3 separate regions of the Mus musculus genome follow, and regions 2 and 3 are each linked to region 1. Evidence: chromatin contacts called from public promoter capture Hi-C data. All regions are on one chromosome and are shown on one strand. Each heading gives the region's core, a stretch centred on a gene start, on an enhancer-like site or on the middle of the called end of the contact. The rest is flanking DNA. Distances are from core to core; before and after follow the strand shown.

The links. Promoter capture Hi-C pulls out the DNA fragments that hold promoters and counts their contacts.
Region 2: a contact with region 1 is called in a promoter capture Hi-C map of pre-B cells, with 4 times the contacts expected there. The contact joins the promoter of Exd2 here to the promoter of Gphn in region 1.
Region 3: a promoter capture Hi-C map of pre-B cells shows a contact between it and region 1, with 10 times the contacts expected there. The contact joins the promoter of Dcaf5 here to the promoter of Gphn in region 1.

What each region holds. Positions count from the first base shown.
Region 1 is chr12:78,224,639-78,228,191 of GRCm38.p6, reverse strand. It overlaps Gphn (gephyrin), which reads right to left and starts at 1,537. Exons shown (of 23, transcript NM_145965.2): 1 at 1,351-1,537. The coding sequence starts at 1,414.
Region 2 is chr12:80,461,322-80,464,874 of GRCm38.p6, reverse strand. Exd2 (exonuclease 3'-5' domain containing 2) reads right to left here and starts at 1,780. Exons shown (of 9, transcript NM_133798.3): 1 at 1,595-1,780.
Region 3 is chr12:80,434,959-80,438,511 of GRCm38.p6, reverse strand. It overlaps Dcaf5 (DDB1 and CUL4 associated factor 5), which reads left to right and starts at 1,911. Exons shown (of 9, transcript NM_177267.5): 1 at 1,911-2,327. The coding sequence starts at 2,114.

The sequences.
Region 1 (3,553 bases), core at 288-2,787:
AGCAGGGGTATCCTCTTTTCATAAAAGTCAGCAGCTAAATTAAACACTGTAGTCGGTATCTACTGGCAGAATCAAAGATTTGTTTCTACTTTATAATGAAAGCAAGTTTCATTCAATTTAGTTCCTTCCCGGGCATCATCTCAACCTGTCAGAATTCTACAAGAAAAAAAATTTAAATGAAATAGGGAAGACACTAGGATTCCCTTCTACATAGCTTCTTTTTCTGAAACCACATCACTAAGTCTTGGATTTCCTTTACTCCACAGTAAGCCTCAGACTCCAAATATAAATTCTTTAACCCCCGCTTCTCCGTTCAATTACACTTGAACCATGCCAACTACAGAACCTCAGCCGAAACCCCTACAAATAGGTTTGCAATTCATCTTGGAAGTCGTGCCCTGCAGCAACTGTCTATCTCCAAACTCAGGGATATCACCCAAATACAACGCAACGGAATCAGACATGCAGAGCACACACGACTTCCGCGAGGGAGGGAAACGCGACCCGGGAAAAGTGCGCTCCTCACCAGCCTCAGGACCATCCACCGGGGAGTGAGAATGGGAGGGGGGGGGTGTCCCAAAAGGGAGGGGGAGAAAAGAACCCGACAGAGGGAAATCCTTCCTTCTCAAGGGAAAAAAAAAAAAAAAAAAGGCTGGCTCTCCCGGCCACGGGAAGCAGCCGGTCCTCGCGGAGGAGAAGAGGCAGACAGAGAGGGAGGGCCCTGTGCTAGGAAAGGCAGAAGGAAGGCACTTTCCGGGGTCCGGACTAGAGCCTAGCACCCGGCTCCCGGGGGAGGTGAGGAGTGTCCCGTCGTCTGCAGAGGGGACAGCCGGCCGGCGAAGGGGCAGCAGAGGCGGAGCAGAGTTCGCCTGCCGAACCCCGAGTCCTGTCAGGCAGGTGCCATGGGGCCGCCGGGTGGGGGGGGAGGGGAGAAAAGGGGGTGGAGATGGGATTCCCCCCTCTCGGAAGAGCTTTAGTGGAGGAGGCGCCCGGCCAACCCCGAGCAGCGTGCTTCAGACTGCGGAGCAGGAATCCCGCCGCCCGCACCGGCAGCGCGGAGCCCCGCAGCGCCCGCCGCACCGGCCCCTCGGTCCCCGGGGGCCAGAGACTTTGGCTGCTAGGGCTCCGGGGCCTGACACCCCACCGTGCCTGCCCCAGCTCCCCCGGGGAGCACACGGGAACACCCGAATCCTCAGCAGCTCTCAGCGGTTGTAAAATACACCCCCCGGTCCCCCTCCTCAGCCTGCCCTCTTCCCGAGGCCGCAGGGAAGCACCACCGCGGGCGAGAAACCTCCAGCAAGTCGCGGATAGTAGCCGTTGCGGCTCCCCCGGACCTCCTCCCCCCGTTACCTGTGAGGACTCCGACACGGATTTGATGGTCGTGGTTGGTGAGGATCATTCCCTCGGTCGCCATGTTTCCCAGCGCAGTCACCGCACTGACAGGAGCCAGGAGAAGCCGGAGCCCGGAGCGCGCCGGCCGGGAGCGCGCTTGCCTTGGAGAGCGCGAGAGCGAGGGCGCCCGGGGAGCGCGAGGCGAGCGGGAAGGAGGGGGCCGAGCGCCCGGTGGCCTGCGTGGGGTGGGGGGGAGAGGCCGCGCCAGGAGCGCGCGGGTCCGCGGAGGGGGCGGAGTCGGGCCGCGCGACCCCGAGTCCGGCCGGGAGGAAGCGATCCCGGGGTGGGAGTAGCGGCGGCCTCGCGGAAGACAGAGCGCGGAGGCGGCGGGGCAAGGCCGGCGAGACCCAGAGGCTCTGCGGAGTGAGACCCAAGACGCCTGGATGGCAAGAGACTGAGAGGGGGAAAAGGGAGCACACGCTCTGGAGGTTGCGGGGGCGGACTCGGGGACAGGGGCGGAGCTACACCCCGAGGCGTGCAACTCGTGGAGAGTGAGGGGAGGAGTGCGAGCTTGGCTGCGGAGTGCCGGGAGCGGGAAGGAGCCGGCCCAGCCTAGAGTGGGACCCAAGGAACGTTCCTGGGCGCGCGAGTAGCGCGGGATTGGCTGGGCGGACGCGGTGCGGGTGCGCGCGAGGCACGAACGCAGCCTCGGCGGGCCCCAGACAGAAGCAATCCCCCGCCGAGCCGGCAGCCTCGTCAGTTTTCCGCCGCCTCAGGCCGGCCGGCTCTGCCCGCGATGGAGCCACTCCGGACCAGGTGCGGCAGCGAGGTGGGCTCACCTCCTCTGAAGGCACCGGAGAACCTAGAGGTGGCTTAAGGAAGCGGCATGGGTGGCAGAACGGTGGCCGCTGTGACGAGAGTCCCCTCTCGGGCAGAGATAGGTTACCCTGTGCCGCCCCAGCTGTGACCTGCAGTCAATGCTCCCTCTGACTTCGCTTTGGCCCCGCTCGGTGACAGCCTACCACAGACGTCGTAGACGGAGCTTATGTGTCTGCAGCAGGGCACGTGGAGTGGAGATTCCTCTCTCTCTCTCTCTCTCTCTCTCTCTCTCTCTCTCTCTCTCTCTCTCTGTCGTCCCCTAGATGCTGTGACATTTAAGTTTCAGTGTTTCTGGAATATGGAATTACTCTGAAAATGTGGTCATTTAGTTCTGTGTCTTTCATAAAGTGTTATTAGCCACCTCTATTTTGTGTAGGTTTGCTAAATATCCTTTTCTGGCTTAAGTGTGTGTATGTTTTCTCATTTGTTCACCATAGTAAAACCTAAAAGCAAAACAACAACAAAAAAAGTATCAAAACTGTTTAATAATCTGCTCTTAGTCTAAAATCTCAATTATATGGTTATGTGCGGTTTGTATTGTTCCAGTAAGAACATAGCATTACTCATTCTATTCACTAAAGATTCACATTGTGCCTTTATATAAGAGGACAAAGGAAATGATGGGTGGAGTTGAGAAAGGATAAAATAATTCGTTTTTGAAGATATGTATACTAGTATTTCTGGCAGTGGATTAAATTTGTAAGCCAGATCATGAACTCACCTCCCATAATTACTACCAAAGATCCTAGTGGCAAAACAAGTTCTAACTGGTCTCAAAAAGAGGGAGATTGCTGAGAAAGTATGCCCAAATGTGTCACTTATCTCAAACTAAAGATGAAATAAAAATTGTTGATTACATCATAAGCTTTCAAGTCTATTATAGTCTATGTGGTACATGCAAATTCTATATGATTGGGAAAGTTTCTTAGTATTTAGAACTTCTAAACCTGCCCACTAACAGGTTCCTTCAAACTTTAAAGGTTAATAGATTAAATGGGCATGCCCTCCAACTTAGAATAGTTTATAATTTTTTATGGGAAAATAACTAGCACTTTCACAAATCAATAACAGAACACAGGACTTTCTGCATCTATAATAGTAGTAATGGTGAAATTCATTTTCTTTTCTGTACTGTGGCGTGAACTTTGAGCCTCACACACACTAAGCAAGAATTCTACCACTGAACTAAGTCTCTGATTAATTCATTAAAAGGTAGTTGTGTAGGGGGACTATGAAGTCTTAAGATTTCATGGATTACTACATTTTACTAAATATTAGTACTAAGATTACTGAAAAATAATGAAATTATTAGTCAGTTGTAGATGCTTGTTTTCCAGTTATT
Region 2 (3,553 bases), core at 531-3,030, 2.2 Mb before region 1:
AATGGACTTAACCTCTGAACCTGTAAGCCAGCCCCAATCAAATGTTGTTTTTATAAGACTTGCCTTGGTCATGGTGTCTGTTCACAGCAGTAAAACCCTAACTAAGACAGTGACAAACCTCGAACACTCAGCTCTAAATGTGGTGCCTCCCATCAAACCCTTCCCCTCAGGGCTTAGGGACCCCACACCCCAAAGAGGAGGTGGAAAGAGTGTAAGAGCCACAGGGGATGAAGGACACTAAAAAACAAGACCCTCTACATGAACTCAACAAAGCTCATAGGAACTCATGAGAGGCTGGGGCTTCATGCCCAGGGCCCACGCAGGAGTTCAACAGGTCCTCCACTAAGTTACAGCTTCCAGTTTAGTGTTTTTATGGGATCCCTGAGGATTCAAACAAGCAGGTCTCTGACTCGTATGTCTTCTCTTGGTGTCTTTGCTGTTTGTCTTGTCCAATTTTGATTTGATGGTTTTATTTAGCTTATATTTTATTTTGTTCGATTTTATTATAACCCCTTAGAAGCCTGTTTGTTTTCTAATTGAGACAGAAAGGGAGTGGATTCGGATGGGAAGGGAGGTGGGGAGGAACTGGAAGGGGTGGAGGAAGTGGATACCACAGTCGGAATATATTATGTGAAGAGAAAAAGATGTATTTTCAACAAAATAATTCAACAGCACCAGCTACTTTTCCAGAGGACGCAAATTCAGCTCCTAGCACACTCCCTCCCACCAGGCAGCTCACAGGCGGCTGCAACTCCGGCTCCAAATAACGCACACACATAAACAAAAATAAATCTTGACTTAATCCCAGCACTTGGCAGAGGCCAACAGATCCCTGAGTTCCAGGCCAGAAAGGGCTACATAGCGAGAGACCCTCCCCCTCCCCACTACTCCAGTTCTTTAAAAAAGAAAAAAAAAAAAAGAAAAAAAGAAAAAAAAGTTACTAAAAACAAAACAGTTCTGTGTTTCTAAGGAATGGTTACATAAGGGAATTTGCGTCCAATCGTGTACCAAAGCTTATAAATACTTGAGTTGTCTGAATTTTGGTGAACAGCTGTCCATTTTTAATAAATAAGATTTAAAGTTCTAGTTTGATCTGCCCCGCCAAAAAAAAAAAGCCAAAGCCAAAGGTGAAAAGCCAAAGCCAGAGGTGGTGCCCAGCAAATCGACGGGCGGCGAGCGATGTGGCCCCGCAGGTCCCGGGTGGGGCGGGTCCCCCGAAGCCCGGAGGAACCCCGGCGGGGGCTGCTTTTTAACTGACGAGGTCAGAAAGCCTTGAAGGGTTGGTGGATGCTCCTGACGAGGAGACGGGCGGATGGAAAGGGGCGGCCCGGGAAGGCTTGGGGACCAATGGCGGGACGAGTCCTCCCCGAACCTGAGGGCTCAACCGCCCACACCGAGAGTGAGGGGCCAAGAGGCCGCGCCTCAGGGCGGGGAGAGGGGCAGTGCCAACAACGCCTGGGCACCTCTGCAGCCCAACAGTCGCCCACGCGCAAAGTGGTCCCTTCAGCATCACCACCCTCTCGAGCCGCGCTGGAAACCCCTCTGCCTGCCACACAACCCCAGAGAGGACTTTGCCAACCCGAGCTTCCCTTACCTGCGGCCTCCAGCCTCGACCGAACACCTGCGGCACCCCACGCTGACAAGCTGGAACCCCCGCGGCGGTCTGGGCGCACCCACCCGGATGCATAAAAGCCGTAGCCACTTCCGGCCCAGTGGCTGGCCAGGAGGATACAACCCCCGTGGTGTGTGCCTATGGGCCGCGCCATTTTGTACGGAAGCCGCTAGGGCAGCATTTCCTCCCCAGGTTCTCGGTTAAAGGATGGGGAAGGAGGGTTATAATTGCGAAGACTTAATGTCTTCAGAAAAGTGGTGTTTTCTGAGATGCCGCTTCGTCTTTTGGTTTTGGCTTTGAAGGAAGAAGCCTATTGAACTTTCGCTCACAAATGCAACACAGGACATTTTTTCTCTTTTACCCAGGGTAGCGTTTCTCCACTACATTAATTTTCTTATTTTTTTTCCATTTTTTTATTAGGTATTTAGCTCATTTACATTTCCAATGCTATACCAAAAGTCCCCCATACCCACCCACCCCCATTAATTTTCTTATATTCGAGCGGGAAAATAAGGAAACTGTTTACAGAATGTGCTCTTCATTCGCGTTATATATTATAGCCATTAATCTCTCTCTCTCTCTCTCTCTCTCTCTCTCTCTCTCTCTCTCTCTCTCTCTCTCTCTCTCTCTCTCTCTCTCCCTCTCTCTCTCTCTCTCTCTCTCTCTCTCTCTCTCTCTCTCTCTCTCCCCTCTCCCCATCTCCCTCTCTCTCCCTCCCTCTCCCTCTCTCCCTCTCCCCTCTCGTACATGTCTGAAGATGCCAGAAGAGGGCGTTGAGCCCCTGGAAAAGATTTATAGAGCCGGCGTGGATTTCTGAGTTCGAGGCCAGCCTGGTCTACAGAGTGAGTTCCAGAACAGCCAGAGCTACACAGAGAAACCCTGTCTCAAAAAACCAAAAAAAAAAAAAAGAAAGAAAGAAAAGAAAAGGAAAAAAAATTATAGAAAGTGTTGAGCTATTGTGTGGGGGCTGTTAATTGAACCTGGGTCCTCCAGAAGAGCAACCAGTGCTCTTTACTGTTGTCATCTCTCCTGGTCCCTATATCCTCATAACAACCACAATATTGTCTATATATGAAACCATTCATTCAGGATTGATTTTTTTTTTAAGGGGGTTAAAGCAGGGTGTTGTGTAGCACAATCTGGCTCTCAACTCTCAAAATGTGAGCAAAGGTGACCTTAGATTCCTGATCTTCCAGCTTCCATCTCCCAAGTGTTAGGATTACAGGCAGGCTTGGGCCACCACACCCCGTTTATGCAGTGGTGGGGATCTAGACCTCAGGCTACAATGATAAATTTGAGGTAAGCCTGGGTTACACGAAACGCTATCTCAAAAAGGAAGGAGTTTTGTTTTGTTTATAAATTTTCATCTTTTTCTGTCCACTCAAGAAGCTTAGAGGCTGGTTGGAAACATCCACAGTAGCACTTGAGCACACACACATACAATGTGAGAAGTGAGAGGACATCTTTTGAAGATACAGAAATTTGAGGGAAATGCCCATAATAATTTTAGAACTCTATAAAATCCTCTCAGACATGGTGCTATTCTCACACATCACACAAAGGGATAAGTCACTGAACAACCCACAGGTTAAATATGAATTCTCTTTGTTTTGGAGGAAATCACTAAGGGATTGAGGTGAAGATGACAAGGAGACAAGAAACTCTAAGACTTTATACAAAGTAAGTGGTACATGCCTATAATCCCAACACTTTATATAAAGTAAATGGCACATGCCTATAACCCCAGAACTTGGGAGGGGGAAGCCTGAAGATCAGAAGTTCAAGGCCATTGGCCATACAAGTAGTGAGTTTGGGACTAGCTTGGCTGACATTAGAGACTTGGTTTTAAAGAAAAAAAGAGAAGGAGGGAGGGAAGAAAGGAGGGAATACAGAAAATCAGAGAAGAGTCAGCAAAGAATTTAAAGTTCTTGGAAGGAGAAT
Region 3 (3,553 bases), core at 662-3,161, 2.2 Mb before region 1:
TAGTTGAGCATGCCAAGAAAAGGAACTGAGATGGGAAAAACCTTGCAATAAATGAACAAAACTTACTGTGTTGTTTATTTTTTGAGACAGGGTTTCTCTGTGTAGTTCTGGCTGTCCTGGAACTTGCTCGGTAGACTCAAGAGACTTGCCTGCCTCTTGCTGGATTAAAGGTATGCGCCGGTATGAGCCGCTACTACTCAGCTACTGTTATTTGAGATCAGGGTCTCTTATAGCCTATCGGCTGACCTTGAACTCCTGATTCTCCCACCTCCACTTCCCAAGTCCTTGGATTATATGTACAAACCACAGTGTGCACAGGATTTTTTTTTTAAGCATTACTCATTTTCTTTTTTTTTTTTTTTTTAAAGATTTATTTATTTATTTATTATATGTAAGTACACTGTAGCTGTCTTCAGACACACCAGAAGAGGGAGTCAGATCTTGTTACGGATGGTTGTGAGCCAACATGTGGTTGCTGGGATTTGAACTCAGGACCTTCGGAAGAACAGTCGGGTGCTCTTACCTGCTGAGCCATCTCACCAGCCCCTCATTTTCTTATTTAAGGGATAATATTCCATTTGAATTCTCATTTTTGGGTTTGGTGACCTTCTAATAAATTTAGAATGTTGTTATATGAACTTTTGAATTAACTACTTGCAAAAAAATAATTTTGCTTGACAGGTGAACCTCTTCCTCATTCCCCATCTTTATCTTAAGAATTTCTTTAGTTCATCTTTCACCTATGGTTGTATTTAACCACTCCTGTGCCATCTCTGGTCCTGAGATTGTAATTCGTGTTAAACTGAAAGGGCAAACCTGACACCTGCCTATTTCAGGTTAGTTAATTACCACTAATGATAGAGGATAGTTTCCTGGAAAAGCACTCCATTGAAAAGGGGACTTTCAACTTTACCTGGTAAAATTCCAGTGCACTTACCCAGTTTCCTCACTGAGGTCAACTCAACTGAGGACTCCTGCACTATTGAAAGGCAGCTACTTCTGGACTATACTGTGGCTGCTGGTTAACAGCTGTGCATCTCCAGGCCTCCATTCTCAAGACCTTTGGCCTCACCCCTACCAATGAAATAAGATACTGCTACGTTTCATAATGTTTCTTGTGGCTTGCAAATGCATCTGGAACCAATGGACAGAGGACCTTCTCAATTTGATTTTGGCAATTTTCTTCTCACTTTCTTTTGGGAGTGGGGGGTGGGGATTGTTAGTGCTAGAGATTGAACCCAGAACTTGAAGAATGCAAAAAGCATACGCTCTACTATATGGCTACTATATCAGCTCAATTCTCTTTTCACCTCTCCGCAACCCCCTAAACCCAAGTGTCCTATCAGCTTGAATAATTCTGCCTTTTTTTTTAAACCGATAGGCTGGGGGTGGTGGTGGGGGTGGTGGTGAGTGTCAATTAGAAAACTGAATTGGAGAATAGAAGGGTGTATCAACATTTTTGGAAAGGGCAGGTGCACCGATAAAACCCCACAGACAACCTCCTTCCAGACGTCCAGTCCAATCGTGGGTTCCCTCACTTGAACAGGGAACTGGGCGCCCCAGGAGGCAGCGAGCAGCGCTGGGCGAGCCGCTGTCCCTCCAGGGAAGGAGGGTGAGCCCGCAGGCCGGCTGCCACTCTGATTGTTACGCGTGTCCAACTTCAGAGTGCGGCGTGCCGGGGGTGCCCCGTCGCCGCCATCCTGAGCCAACCGTGGTTCGGCGCGGTCAGCGGCCGCTGCAAGCCGCCGCCCGCCATCTCCGGGCAGCCGTCCGCGGGGGAGGGGCAGCTGGCGCCCGCGTTCTCCGGCCCGGCGGCCGGCGGAAGAGCCCCGCACCGCGGAAGCGCGACCGCAGCTGGGGATCAGCTGCTGGAGGCGGCAGGGAGGCGGAGCCTAGGGGGGAAGGGGAGGGAGGGACGCGACCGTGAGGAAGCCGCGAACGCCGCCGACCGACCGTCTGCACACCTCGCTCCGTCTGCCATGGCTGGTTAAAGAAGCCTCCGGCTCGCTGCGCGCGGGGAGGGACGGGACGGGAGGGGAGCGGCGGCCCGGCGTGCGGCCGAGGGAGGGGCGGCGGCGCGAGCTGCAGCGGCGGTGGCGGCGGCGGTTCCAGCATGAAGAGGAGAGCTGGCCTGGGGGGCAGCATGAGGTCAGTGGTGGGCTTCTTGTCCCAGCGGGGCTTGCATGGGGACCCCCTGCTCACTCAGGACTTTCAGAGGAGACGCCTGCGGGGCTGCAGAAACCTCTACAAGAAGGACCTTCTCGGCCACTTCGGCTGTGTCAATGCCATTGAATTCTCCAACAATGGAGGCCAGTGGCTGGTCTCAGGTAAATCAACCCCCTTCCTTCCCCTCCCCGCGCCTCCCGCTCCCCTTCCAGCTGCCCCTTCCCCTTCCCCGCCACCCTCCTGCTGCCCTGCGTCCCCACCCCCGCCCTTCTCAACCCCTCTCCAGCGGTGGGAAGATTTGGTGTGAAATTAATACCATTGCAGGGGGAGGGAGGAAGGGAGGGGGGAGGGAAGGAAGAAGGGGAAGGAGAGGAGGATGTCTTCTATATATATAAAAAAAGACCTAAAATGGTTGACAGGTCTTTAATGTGCTTTATCCCAAGTGCAAAGTGGTCCCTCCAGATGCCTGCCCCACCAGTGTGGGTCGGGGAGGGGGACGAGGTTACGGTTTGACTAAGTTGGTTGGCAAACTCTTCCTCTGCGTAGTTTAAAAGGTGCGGGGGGCACTGGGGGGAGGGCTGGCCGGGGGGGGGGGGGAGACCAAGGCTCGCCAAAGGCCAGGCGAAGCTCGAGCCCCAGTCCTCGGTGTCATGGAGAAAAGGGGCCTCGGAGCCGGAGGCCGGCGGTGACAGAGCCGGACACCGTGGGGCCAGCGGGGTCGGGCGGGTGGTGACGGGTAGCAGAGAGGCGTCCCCTCCCCCTGGCTCTCTCAGGGCCCAATCCCATCTCCCAGCACGCAGTGGTAGCCTCTTCAGCGTCTTGTTTTTATTATGGTTCCGAGAGTGGCGAGGGCTCTAGCGACCTAGGGACACCAACCAGCCTGAACTTGGATGCGCTGTTCGGGAGGCAGGGCTTCAGGAGGACCCCCCGGGAGACCTACTGGCGGGAGGCGGGCTCCAGGACCCCCTTCACCCGCGCGGCTCCTGTTGCAGGGCTGCTCGCCTCCTCCCCCACCCGGTTCAGCTGGGCCTACTTGCCTCCAGGGTCTCCCCGCTGGGGTGGGGGAAAGTGGTGCAATCGAGGCCGGGGCTCCGGCCGGGCGGTGTAGGCCTTGCTCTCTCGGGGCTCCTAGCGACAGGCAGCTGAATCGATAGCCTATTGCTCCGGGGGGGGAGGCCGGACCCGAGCGGCGGCGGCGACGGTGGCAGCGGCGGCGCCTGCGTACGCCGCGGCAGGGTCGCTGGCTGCCCCCGCTCCTCCCCTGGGGTCGCGGCCCCGGGTGTGGGCGGGTGGGGCTGGGCTCTTGCCCGAGAAGGGGCGGCTCCCTGAAACCCGGCTGCGCTGTGAAGGGCCTAGACCAGATCGGGCGTTCCCGCTCGCCTCCTTC